2 separate regions of the Mus musculus genome follow, and region 2 is linked to region 1. Evidence: chromatin contacts called from public HiChIP or PLAC-seq data. All regions are on one chromosome and are shown on one strand. The core of a region is the stretch at or near the end of the contact, and the rest is flanking DNA. Distances in the headings are between cores, read along the strand shown. Region 1 overlaps Dapk2 (death-associated protein kinase 2). Region 2 holds the start of Aph1c (aph1 homolog C, gamma secretase subunit).

Region 1 (6,401 bases), core at 1,907-4,406:
CATGGATCTTTGTGTTTCTGCCTTCCCAGTGCCCGGATTAATGCATACATATATTGCCTTATCTGTCTTAGAAGTTGAACTTGGGTTCTCATACTTATAAGGCAAGCACTTTGCCAACTGAGCCATCTCTCTAGCCTCTAGGAGTAGTTTTTCTAAAGTATCATAGCAGAATCTCTTAAGCAACTTGTTTAGCACCCCCAGAGCTTCTAATACAGGAAAGGTGGAGTGGGCTAGAAAATGTGTACTTCTGACGAGTTTCCAGTTGCTGGCCAGAGACCACACTAAGAGGTGCTGATCTAAACCACAGCCCTAAAGAAGAGTCACCTCCCCATCACCCAGGAGGCTCAAGCCTACATTCGAAGCCATCATCTTCACAGTGCTTTCTTCCTGAGCATACTCCACCAGACCACCCCACCTCCTCAGGAGGTATAAGTTCTTCCTACCTCCGAGTCTCTGCTCAGGTGGGTCCTGTACTGCAGACTCTGTAGACCCATTGCAAACACAAGGCATCTTGTCCTTTAGGAGCATCTCAAAAGCTCACTGGGGCCTTATCCGTCAGAATGAAGGCTCCTTCCTCAGCTCCTGGCTTAGTTCCTATTTCTTCCTGTCATTAAACTGTGAGTTCTGGAGGACCTGTCATGTTCCCGTTTTTGTCTACACATGTGTTAAATGCATGTGACTGCAGAAGACAGAATGGGGGCAATGGGTGGATCTTTGGGGAAATAGATTTGGGCCCAGCCAAGAAAGAACCTGTCAAACGTGAATACGTTGGTAGCTGATTTTATATATATATGTACATATATATATATATATTCGCACATATATTCATACATATATTCACATATATATATGTCATATATATAGTATTCATATATATGGTAGTCATATAGATAAGTATGAATGACAGAGTTTTTCTCTGTAAATGTATGTCCTGGCTGTCCTGGAACTGCTTCTGTAGACCAGGCTAGCCTCGAACTTTCAGAGACTCACTTGCCTCTGCTGGGATTAAAGGCATATACCATCACGGTTTGATTCCAGCTTTTGAGGGAGGGTCTTGTCACTTCCAGTACCTTCAGTAGCACATCATAAATCAGACAAGCTTGCGAGACTCACTTGACGACACTGTGGCTAAGCAGATCCTGGGCACTGTAATTTGTTGCCTGACTAAGGAGGGGAGGGAGAATTTTCCAGAATATGATCTCTTACAGCTGGTGGGGCTTTCCAGGGCTAGCACTGAGTGAAGGCGACTGATGAGGTCTGCAGTTGTTCAGGAACGTCTGCCCTGTTTCCTCTCCAACCAGGAAATGCACCCTCAGGCCCAAAGCCCACAGCTTGGCTACTAAAAGGGTCTGAGAAAGCAATGACCCAGGACCCAGCTGGGGAGGGCCAACATCTCAGTTCGACCTCTGTCAGCCTGTAGGTCTCAGGAGCTTTCCTGTTTCCGCTCCTTCCCGGGTTAACTAAGGTCATAACCTTCTGGAAGAATGCGGGGTCAGCCAGCCCGACTGCAATTTCCTCTCCCTGTGTGTGAAAGGAGATATGTCCAACTGTGACTATACAGAGCCCACAGTCTTGTGACTCAGCAGACTCGAGCGTCCTCAGTCCCATCCCTTGGAATGTCACACAGACAGACAGCTGCAGGAGTTCGATGTGGTCGCCACAGATGCTGCGAAGCCTGGACTCACAGATATCTCTCCCTGAGTCTCTCGTTGGTCAAACCTATACCTATCTATACCAGTACTGGGGACAGAACCCAGGGCTTTGCACATGTGAAGAGAGCACTTTGCCACTGAGCTATGTCCCCAGCCCATGTTTACGGTATTTTTATGGCCTGAATTGTGTTCACTTCCTCCTAAACCCATATATGGAACTTTTAAAGTGACTATATTTAAAGATAGGGTCTTTGTAGGGATAAATAAATAAGATGAGGATATATTATGGACACTAATCCAGCATAACTGGTGACCTTGTTTTTTTTGTTTTTTGTTTTCTTTTTAAAAGACAGACATCTATAGAGAGAAGACCAGGGTGTGACAAATTAAGGAGAAACGCTCAGACAGAGCCAACGCTACTGACACCTTGCAGTGTCTAAAGCTGAGAAAGTAAATTTCTAGTGCATTAAGTCACCCAGACCCAGATATTTTGTTTTGACATTTTTTCACTAATGCAATACTACCAATAAAAACAAGGAAACAGAGTGAGGGAAATTCACCGAGTCCTAGCAACAGGGCTAGGGCTGTGGCTCAGTGGTTGAATGCTTGTCTAGCGCATTCAAGGGCCTGGGCTTAATCTTCAGTGCCACAAAAACAAAACCAAACAAGCAGAATCCTGAACACCAGCCGCTGTCCACCTTGCCCCACCCCCCATTTTACTGAAGTCATCTCTGCTTCTAAAATACAATGTTATTAGTATAGATTTTGCATTTTATTTTTTAAAAAAAGGATTGTACTGCATGTGATTCTCCAAGATTTTTCTTTTTTCTTTTTCTTTTTTCTTCATTTTTTACTCCCCCACCCCCACCCCCAGGAAAAGTAGAATGTGAATCCAGGGCAGGCAAATCTGGGCTGGAGTCCAGATCCCAAGAGCTCCAGCTGGGAGAAGGCAGGCACAGTTCTTAACTTTGCTGAGGCTGGCTTCATCATCCTTAAAAAAGGAGCTCACTTCCCTTACAAGGTTGTGCGCAGGGCTACAGAGAATGCCTCACTGACGCACGGGTCCCTCACAATCGCCGCCTCCCTGGGTTCTGCTATTGTTTTAACTTGAATGGGAGATCTTACAATGTCATTTTGTCCCTAGATAATATAATCAACTGTTTTCTAGATTAAGAGCAAGGGCTGTGAATTCTACTCGGTGAAAAGAGGACTTGGGAATCTGTGTTTCGCTATCCATTAAGAACTGCTGCTGCTGCTGCCTCTGATGGAGGGCAACCGTGGGAGGGAGGGACAATCAAGCCCAGAAAAACTTGAAGGAAGCTCACCAACTGTGCTGGTGCCTTTGAGACAGCAATTAACCACCTCCATTCGAAGCCTTTCTACTGTTAGAGCCCCTAAGCCTGTGAAGGTTTGCCGAGAACCGGACCTTCTTAACAGATGCCAAGTGCGATATTTTGGGGGTTGCAGCAACTGTGAATAGAACAGTATGGGGCTGACATCAAACCGGGAGCAGAGGGGGGTGGGGCTGATGGAAAGAAAGTTCTCTAAGCCTGTGATAGTTGCTGTCCCTTTCAACAACCTAGTTTTCCGCATGTACTCGCTTTGATATCCCAGGGAGCACGGGGCTTGGAGTTTCTTTCCAGAGATCTCATGGTTCACTTGCTTATTTAAATGTGACCTTCTTTTGCTTTCAACATATGCTGGGAGTTTTTGTTTGCTTTGTCTGATGGGCAAATAACTGTATGAATGGAAAAGACAAATGGAATCTGAGATCTGGAATCAAGGAAGATTGTGAGATGAGGATTACAACATAGTGCGTGCTAAAATATTTATATGTGTGTTTGTGGGCTATTAACGTGGCATCCAGCAAGCACACAGGCAGACTTTTGGGAGAGGCACCTCAGAGCTCTTCAAAGAACTGCTCTCACAGAATGTGGTTTTCATCTCTGGTCTTCCACTTTTCTTCAAAGAATGCTGTGACCTCTCAGCCTTGAGGTGTTGGCTTGGCAACGCCTCCTCCCTCAGGGCCAGAACACACCTGTCTCCCCTGGGCTTGTTCTTCCACTCCTGCATCCATCCACCAGCAGGGAGAGGCCACAGGACTCAGCAGTGTGTGGGGGTAGTGTGGCCTCTGTTTGCTGTGAGCTTTTCTGGAAATAAAGCCTTTCTGCTCTTTGAGGACCATTTTGTTCTGAATGCATCTCTAGCATGAAGGGAGCTTGGGTGAGTCTCACACAGTGTGACTGAGACCTACTGTTCACCTTGAGTATTGATGGTGCATACCTGTATGGCCAGCATTCAGGGGATAGAGGTAGGAGGAACGAGAGTTCAAGGGCAGCCTGGGCTACATAAAATCCTATTTTAAAACAAACCAAGGATTGGCTAGAGGGCTCAGCTGATAAGGGTGCCTGCTGCCAAGCCAGCTGGACAACTAAGATCACCTGAAATCAATCCCCAGGATGACTTACATAGTAGACGAGAACTGATTCTTGCAAGTGTCCTCTGAGCTCCGCATGCACGCCATGGACCACAGAGCATGTACACTGCCATACACACGATCATCAATCAATCAATCAATGATCATCAATCAATCAACGTGAAAAAATGATACAAACAACAAAAGCCCTTACTGTCAACAAAAGGGATTAATGCCACACTCACCGGTGTTCTTTCCTTCTCTCTCTCTCTCTCTCTCTCTCTCTCTCTCTCTCTCTCTCTCTCTCTCTCTGAGCTGCTGGTATTTAAAAGGCAGACTAGCTAAGGAATCCTATTACTATCATATAGTCAGGAAAAAAAAGTGTTATATATGTCTATATTACATTATATATATGCATACATTACACACACACACACACACACACACACCCTGTACTTCCTGGCTCAACTCTTTCACTAACCTTCCAGAGTTCCTTTTTTTTCTTTCCAACACACTTGCCCTTAGACAACACACTTGCCTTTCTCTGGCCACTCTTCTGGCCAGAAAAGCATGTCTTGGATTTGCATGCAGTAAATTTCCTTACTGGCCTCACTCATTTTTCTCTTCCTGTTTTTCCCTGTGGGTGCTTCTTTGCCCTCCTCTGTCTAGTCAAAAATTCCCATTTGCTAGCACTGCCATAACAAAGCACCAGAGACTAAATAGCTTAAACAACAGAAATGTATTTTCTCCCAATGACGGCCAGCTGTCTGAGATTCAGCATGGATTAATCACTGGGCCCCCAACTCTACCCTTTGGCTTTTTTTTTTCTTTTAAATATATATCCAAAACGTGTTTATTGGGAAGGTTCCCACTCATCTTCAATCAGGGGCTTTCAGTGCTGCATCCTCCTGAAGGAGCGTCCTTTTGTCAGCCTTGCTTTTCCACCTGTAGGCTGACAGAGGACAGTGGCGCAGCCAACACATGTTGGTGCATGGCTAAAGGCCGTGGTGATTTTATAGCATCCTGGGCATTTCACATTCTTAAAGTAGGAATTGGGGCTCTGCACCAGGTGCTTTTTCTTGTGTTTCTTCTTCTCCTCTTCTGGAGAGGGATGAAGGAGATCTTTTGCGAGAGGCATGCTCTCGTAGGGAGGTTGTTACCCTTTGGCTTTTTGAGATAGGGTCTTGCTACATAACTCTGGCTAGCCTGGAACTCAGTGTGTAGACCAGTGTGGCCTCAACTTTGTAGCATGATCCTCCTGCCTCTGCCTCCCAACTGTTGGGATTACAGGCATCCAGCACAGCACCCAGCAGCTGCCTTTTTATTTTTTATTTATTTTAAAATTTTATTTGAGGCCTTTCTCCCTAGCAGTGTCCTCGTGTGTTCTTTCTGTTGGATCTTATCTCCTCCTCTTCTTCCTGTTCCTCCTCCTGTTCCCCCTGCTCCTCCTTGTTGCCCAGGCTGTTCCTAACTCCTGGGCTCAAGTAATCCTACTACCTCAGTGTCCCAAGTAGTTAGGACTTAAAGGTACGCAGCTCCACATATGATAAATCTCCCTGACATCCCAGTCTGGACTGTAACTCATGGCAATCCCTCTGCCTTAGCCTTCTGAGTGCTAGGATTACAGAGATGCACTACCATGCTCAGAGGAAATCTCCCCTTATTGTTAATTGTTTTTAATTTTATGTGTTTGAATGAATGTCCGTATGCAGGTATAAACGCCATGTGCCTGGTGCCCTTTGTGGGTGCTGGCACTGGAAATGGAGTCCTCTGCAAAAGCAGAAATTGCTCTTAACCAGTGGGCCATCTCTCCACCCCAGTCCTCCCCATTTTATAAGGATATTAATCATATCATAGTAGGGTTTACCTGGATGGCCTCACTGTAATTTAGTGAGCTACTTATCACTCTATCTCTAGTGATAGTGGTGACGGTCTGTGATACTGAGGACTGGGAGGAAGGGGGCTAAAAGTCAGCCCCTAACAGGAGGGCTGACAGCAGCAGTGGTGGATGGGTCATGGCCTTTTGTGATGGGGTGCCAGAGGGGGACACTTTCAAGGGAGGACACACAAGGGCCACATCTTATCAGTAAGAGAAGACTGCTCAGATCACCTGAGGTTCTGTCCACTTAGCAGCCAACCCTAGTGTTCCCCAAGCCACGGGGTCTCGGGCTATAGGGAACCAGAGGGAGACAGCTCTAAAACACCCAAGCATTAGATAAACAAGAAATTTAATAATAAAAATGAGAAAAAACCTACAACACAGTGGGCTGGCAAGAGGCTGGCAGACACAGTCTGACGTTAAACAGCCTGACTCCTTATGGATTCTGTTAAGT
Region 2 (6,401 bases), core at 2,696-5,195, 560 kb before region 1:
CTCTGACAAGCTCTTATTGTCTCTATCTCCCAAATATTGTGATTCCAGGTGCGTACCACCATACCAGGCCTTACCGTGCTTCTAAAATGTTTGAAGTAGCTTTAATAAAAATGCACTGGCACTGATTAAAATAGTGGTAATGAAATCATTAAAACATAAGGGGAAGTATCTTATTTTGAAGCCAAGGAAGAAATTACAATGTGTATGTGCGCGCGCGCACACACACACACACACACACACACCAGTTGCTATAACTAAATATTAAATCTAGCCCCATCTGCCTAGGAGTCAGGGTAAAGCTTAAACATGCTGAATTAGCTTCAAACTGAACCCGTGACTCTGTCAAAAGCAAGACAAATGGAAGTTTTATTGCAGAGTATGGTTGGCTCATGCTTATAATCCTAGCTCTAGACACATTCAAGCAGGAGGGCCAGATGACATAGTAAGTTCAAGGCCAACCTAGGAGATAGAATTAGGCTTTGTCTCAAAGAAAAAAAAGAGTTTAATAAAATATGCAGAAAGTCTATTAAAGACACAAGTACACTATGCTTCTGTGGAAACATTTCGGCCCGACGCTGAAATAGCTGAATTGCACTGATAATTTTGGTTCCAGATCAACACAAAACACTCTTACCTGATGGCGAGTCACTCTGCACTACTGTCTGCATATTGGTTTTGACAGATGGAGATAATTTTAAAATGAAGTATCCCCAGCTTATTTATTTATTAAATAAATAATAAATATTATTATTTATTTAATAATAAAAATAACTTATTTATTATATGTATATGAGTACACTGTAGCTGTCTTCAGATACCCCAGAAGAGGGCATCAGATCCCATTACAGATGGTTGTGAGCCACCATGTGGCTGCTGGGAATTGAACTCAGGGCCTCTGGAAGAGCAGTCAGTGCTCTTAACCGCTGAGCCATCTCTCCAGCCCCAGCTGGAACTCTTAAGAGCGCTTGCTGTTCGTCCAGAAGACCAATGTTCAGTTCCTAGAACCCACATGAGGTGGCTCACAACTGTCTGTAACTGCAGTCCCATGAGGCCAGATGCCTTTGGCCCCTGTGGGCACCTGCCCTCATGTGCACATTCCCACACACAGACATACACACCTATACATAACTTAAAAAAAAAAAAATAGGCCTACTATGGTGGCACAGACATTTTATCCCAGTGCTAAGGAGGAAGAGTCCTTTATGAGTTCAAAGCCAGCTTGGTCTGTATAGTAAGTTCCAGGCCAGTCAGAGCTATGTAATGAGACCCTGTTTCAAACTAATAAATATAGAGTGGAATAAATGTACATGTGACTGTTTAAGGTGGCAAAGATGACAGCTTCTGTAAGAAATAGTTCTTATTTTTCAGACATGATAAACAAAATGCCTTAAACTAGTTCCCAGCTTTTTCTACCAGTGAGAAAGTGTCTTTTCTCAGTGTCTTTTTACTGAGGCTTTCCCAGAACCATTTGTGATGGGTGTATTAGTTATGTTTCTTATTGCTGTTGACAAGATACCTGACACGAAACAGTTTCAGGGATGAACGGTTTCTTTTGGCTTACAGTTGAGGAGCTTACACTTCATGAAGGTGGGAAAGGCATAGCAAGAAGAGGAGAGGCAGCTGGTCACATTGCATCTACAATCACAAAGCCAATGATGATCAGGAAATCAGACTGGGTTACAAAACCTCAAGCCCATCCCTAATGAACCACTTCTTCCATCAGTGCTCTACCTCCTGAAGAGTCAACAACCTTCCTGAACCGTGCCACCAATTGGGGTCCAAGTGTTCAAACTTGGCCAGAAGGAGACAGGTCAGATGCAGACTATAGCAATGGATATTCAGAATGTATAGGTGTGTCAGGCTTGGTCCTCAAGATAACTCATGAGGTAGTCTCACTTAACATGAATAAAGATGTATCTTAAATATGAATGGCCAGAGAACTTTATAATCTTTATTCTTAAGCTTCTTAGAAATTATGAAATTAATAGATTTCAGATGCTTCAATGCTTCATCTTCAAGATTATTCTATTCCTTACTTTAGTTTCTTCTAGGCACTGGGAAATAACAAAGTCTTTTCCCTCTGGAAGTTTACATTTAAACAGGAAGACAGATGCATCACTGAAATTGACTTGTGATTGAATGTATAGCAAAGCGATGTTACTATAAGAATGTCAAGCAAAACACAGCTCTCATTTCAAAATTGTTTATTCTGCAGCCAAATTTGAGTGATCTTGGCCTGGGGAACAGAGTATTGGGGTTGCCCCAAATACTGTTTTCCCACATGGAAATGAGTACATGAAGTTTTTACAGTTACAAAAGAAAGTAATAAATCAAGGCCCCTTTCAGATGCATTATTGGAAATATCAGGTAAGTGGGGCAGAGCAGAGCAGGGAAATCTCTGCTACAGGTGTCAGATGCTGCAATCCGATGACATTCTTAGCTTTGGGGTTTGTGGAGGCTAGTAGTAAATATGAAGGAAAAAACCTGTCACGTGATAGTCACAAGGGCATTAGAGCAGATGCAGAGGTGGGAATGAATAGCTGTTAAAGAGGCTAGATAGCCCAAGATATTGGCTCTGTATCTACAGCGTTTCAATTCTCCACAAACATGAATGTAATTAGTCAATATTAACCTTGTAGCATTCTTAACATAGCTGTGGTTGTTTGTCCTGAAATTTAAATTCAGATATGATTAGAGAATGCCTTTAAAATTTTTTAAGTTTTTGGAGATCAGGGCTGTTAGTGGCACAGAAACCAACTTGTCAGAACAACTCGTCAGTATTTCATTATTCCTTTTCCATAGGGGATGATTCACCTGGGTCATACCAGCCCAGTTGGATTTTTACATAGGATGGGAGCCCCACATTCCTGCAACCACGGACACAGAAAAAATACTTACTTTAAAGGAACCGTGCCCCTGTCCTGCTGTTTACTTCAATTGACCTTCAGCACAAAAGTGGCCTGGTAATCTCCCTTAGACCACCTTACAGTTGGCCAGCACCAGGGACAATGTGTACCCACAGGCAAGAGGGCTGGGGCACAGCTTTTAAGTCTTCAGTGAGCCACGCTTTGGAATAAGGACCTGCAGCGCTGGCAAGTCTGAGGCTTGGTGTAGCCCTTTGCCTCTCGGAGGTCTAGGCGCCCGCCCAGTTCGGCGGGCAACTTTCATTGCCCCAAGAAACCTAGAGAAGAAACCTTGAAGGACCCCTTTCCATTCTCAGCACCCCGAGTGCTCTGAAGAACTGCCCAGCCCTCAAGGCCCCGCCCCGCAGTCTGACGGCACGTGGAGTCCCAGGAGGCCGCGTTGCTGCCCAGCCTGCCCGCACACCGAATCCTTCCAGGCTGCACCTCCGCTCTGACCGCTTGTGAAGCCCCTCGAGGCCCTGTCCCCTGCGCTGTACGCACGCAGAGACACTAGAGGCCGCCCCGGTTCTGACAGCACGTGGAGCCCCTCGAGGAACCGCCTCTCTGACAGCTTCTCGATGCCGCTGCACAGGTTCTAACAGTACTCTGAGCCTCTCAAGAAATAGCTTCCCGAATCCTGCACCGCCATTCGCTCTCAGCGCCTGGAGCACCTCCTGGAACTACCTCCCGAGATCCGCCTGGACACCCCTCTGCGACTGACCGTTGTGCGATACAGGCTCTGTTTTTCGAGCTCCGCCCCCGCCCAGTCCTGCCTTGCTGTGGAGCAGCTCGAGGACCCGCCTCCTCGACTCCACCCCGCCCTCTGCAAAAACAAGCCGCGGAGCATCTCAAGGCACTTCATCTAGAGCGCCGCTCCGCCCTCTGCTCTGACTGGCTGTGTCCTGCACCGCCCCCAGGCTCTGATTGGCCAGAAACCGCCCCTAAGGCACCGCCTCTCGTACGTCCCGCCCTCCGCTCAAAAAAGCCTTGGAGCACCTCGAGGCCCCGCCTCCCGGGCTTTGCTCCGCCCCCTTCTCTGATCGAGCCCGGAGTACCTGGCAGGCCTGCCCCGCCCCGCATTCCGCTAAGAAATCGTCCCAGTCACCTCGGATCCACTCAGGTCCCCCGGGACTGGCTTCTGTGGGTACCATGACGCTGCCTGTGTTCTTCGGTTGCGCCTTCATCGCCTTCGGGCCCGCGTTCGCACTCTACCTCTTCACCATCGCCACCGACCCTTTGCGCGTCATTTTCCTCATCGCTGGGTGAGGTTGAGCCGAGTCCCGGACACCGCGGGTCCCTCCCTCTCCTGGGTTTCCACGACCCCGGGATCCCCATCTCCCAGTGGCTCCCAGCTTGTGGGACTGTCCAAGACTGGGGGGAGGGGGTTCAGGCTGAGCAGGCGAGTCCTGCGGGTCTTGGCTTCTGTGGAAGATGGGAATAAGTGGATACATTCGTGTATGGAGCCTTAGTCTTTCCGTAGGAATTTCTCATTTCACTCAGTGCTCAGCGGCATCGAAGAGCTGTTCTCACTCTCTGCCATTAAAGACACCTGGGGATCAGTTGTCCACCTCCTCAACCCCCGTTCTTGGACTCAGAATGCCTGTGAGGAATTTGGGCTCAGATTTTTCTTGTAGGCCCCTGGGTAATGGTTGGGGTGCAGCCAATGGTGAAAGCCTGAGAAAACCGCTGCAACACCTGACCAGTCTTGCTGAGAACTTGGTAAATATCTAACTCTGCTGGTGACTGCGGTCTTGATCCCTTTGCACCTGCTGAGACTGAGTTTCTGAGACTTGGCACCCAGGCAACTCACTGGCTAGCCAGGAACTCCAGCCTCTCTGCGTTCTTTTTTCCTGTAATAAATAGTGCTCCTTCGCTGTTGGCATTAAAAATCAATAGAGTCTGTTGAACGTCAAGCTTGCTGTGTCCTTAAAGTCCACAGGAAGGTTGTAAGAACCGGGCCTGGAAAACAACTAGACCACAGCATGGGTTTTCAACTTCTGAGTTTTCCATGGTGCACACAATAAATACAGGTGTAGGTGTTTGTTTTCCTTCAGAAAAGATACTTATCTTTACAGACAGCTAAGCCATTAAATTCACATTTTCTAGGATATGAAAATTGTAACAGCCACTGGTTATATGTTTCTATGGCACACCAATGAGGCAAAGCAGTAACCAACTTCCTCGTTGCCAGTCCTTGGCAGATAGTGTTCTGGTGTACACAGACAGGGTCACTGAATCGTCCTTGTTGAGGGCATCTGACGTTCCTCTTGGACTGTTTTTTCACTAGGAGGAAAATGGACCATTGATTAGCAAATGCTGATTCGGAATACCATGTGAAGGGGTTCTTTCCTAAAAAAGATCAAGATATTTGTTTCCTGTGCTTCTGTTAACTCGTGACTTTTGTCTTCTACGTTCCAGTGCTTTCTTCTGGTTGGTGTCTCTCCTGCTTTCGTCCATGTTTTGGTTCCTAGTGAGAGTCATTACTAACAACAGAGATGAATCAGTACAGAATTATCTGCTCATCTTCGGAGCGTTGCTCTCTGTCTGTATCCAAGAGCTGTTCAGGCTCGCATATTATAAGCTGTTAAAGTAAGTTAAATGTTTGTTTTATTTTCCCAGTTAGACTTGAATTATGATTTGGTGGTTGTTACATTTCTAGCCTGAAAATTGTATTTAAATTTATGACCTGGCTTGCCTGCCTGCCTGCCTGTCCGCCCGCCCGCCCTCCCACCCTCCTGCTCCCCTGCTCCCCTGCTCCCCTGCTCCCTTGCCTTTCCCTCCTTCTCCTTCCTCCCAAAAGTGTTTCTTGAGAATTTTCCCAGATACTTTGTCAGAACTGGAGGTGCAAAGGTAAAACAGAAGCTCTGGTGGTGCACACCTTAATCCCCAGAGGCAGGCAGAGATCTGTGAGTTTGAGGCCAGTCTGGTTTACAAAGTGAGTTCCTTGACATCCACAGAGTATAGTGAAGCCTCTCTTAAAAAAAAAAAAAAAAAAAAAAAAAAAAACAGAGAGTGGGAGAGACTGTCACGAGGACTGGCTTGTGTGTGTGTGTGTGTGTGTGTGTGTGTGTGAGATGAGCTTTCATTTGGGACTAGGATATGATCAGCTGAAGGACCCATGAGGACGTCACATGAAACCAGTAATTTGAGTCAGAGCTTGGACTTGGAGCCCTAGGTTCTTATGTTCTTTCAGGAAGTTATGAGTTTAGCCTTGCTTCTGTGGTAAGGTCAGTGGAGTAACAAATGTTTTCGTTCCTGCCACTCAGACTCTCCACGAAGTTCATAGATAAAACCTAAAGTAAGTCTCAGCAACACCCCCTGGGACAGGCTTCTGGTCATCTCCCTTCCTAACATGTTGTTATTCTGGATTTTTAAAAACATCTTGCTTTTAGCAGTAGATATTGAGTTCCCTTTTCATAATGAGGCAATTTAAGTTACAAATTGAAAACCAGGAAGCCATTTCTTAGTAGCAAAAAAAGCATAGCTTTGGAGTACCTG

What was found. HiChIP or PLAC-seq counts read pairs in DNA pulled down with a chosen protein or histone mark.
Region 2: an H3K4me3 HiChIP or PLAC-seq map of embryonic stem cells shows a contact between it and region 1, with 4 times the contacts expected there. The contact joins the promoter of Aph1c here to the enhancer-like site in region 1. A contact is called at or near these places in 10 of 39 promoter capture datasets (the 3T3-L1 cell line, 3T3-L1-derived adipocytes, the C10 cell line and 6 more), 2 of 15 datasets of contacts at CTCF or cohesin (large pre-B cells and stem cell-derived epiblast-like cells), 21 of 484 Hi-C or Micro-C datasets (the AML12 cell line, CD4 T cells, CD8 T cells and 12 more), 6 of 115 datasets of contacts at active chromatin or transcription factors (embryonic limb bud, embryonic stem cells, extraembryonic endoderm stem cells and 2 more) and 2 of 9 other capture datasets (embryonic stem cells and liver).

What each region holds. Positions count from the first base shown.
Region 1 is chr9:66,272,121-66,278,521 of GRCm38.p6, reverse strand. Dapk2 (death-associated protein kinase 2) reads right to left here. Exons shown (of 12, transcript NM_010019.3): 12 at 6,280-6,401. It also overlaps the pseudogene Gm19247. Among named protein-coding and RNA genes, the nearest start is that of Gm39364, 26 kb to the left of the region's middle. Within about 2 kb of position 3,156, at least 180 of the 459 cell types and tissues checked have an H3K27ac peak or open chromatin away from gene starts, as enhancers often do. A contact at or near this core is called in CD8 T cells, the HPC-7 cell line, Th1 cells and 8 more, where this site is marked.
Region 2 is chr9:66,832,250-66,838,650 of GRCm38.p6, reverse strand. It overlaps Aph1c (aph1 homolog C, gamma secretase subunit), which reads left to right and starts at 3,945. Exons shown (of 6, transcript NM_026674.3): 1 at 3,945-4,165; 2 at 5,322-5,492. The coding sequence starts at 4,053.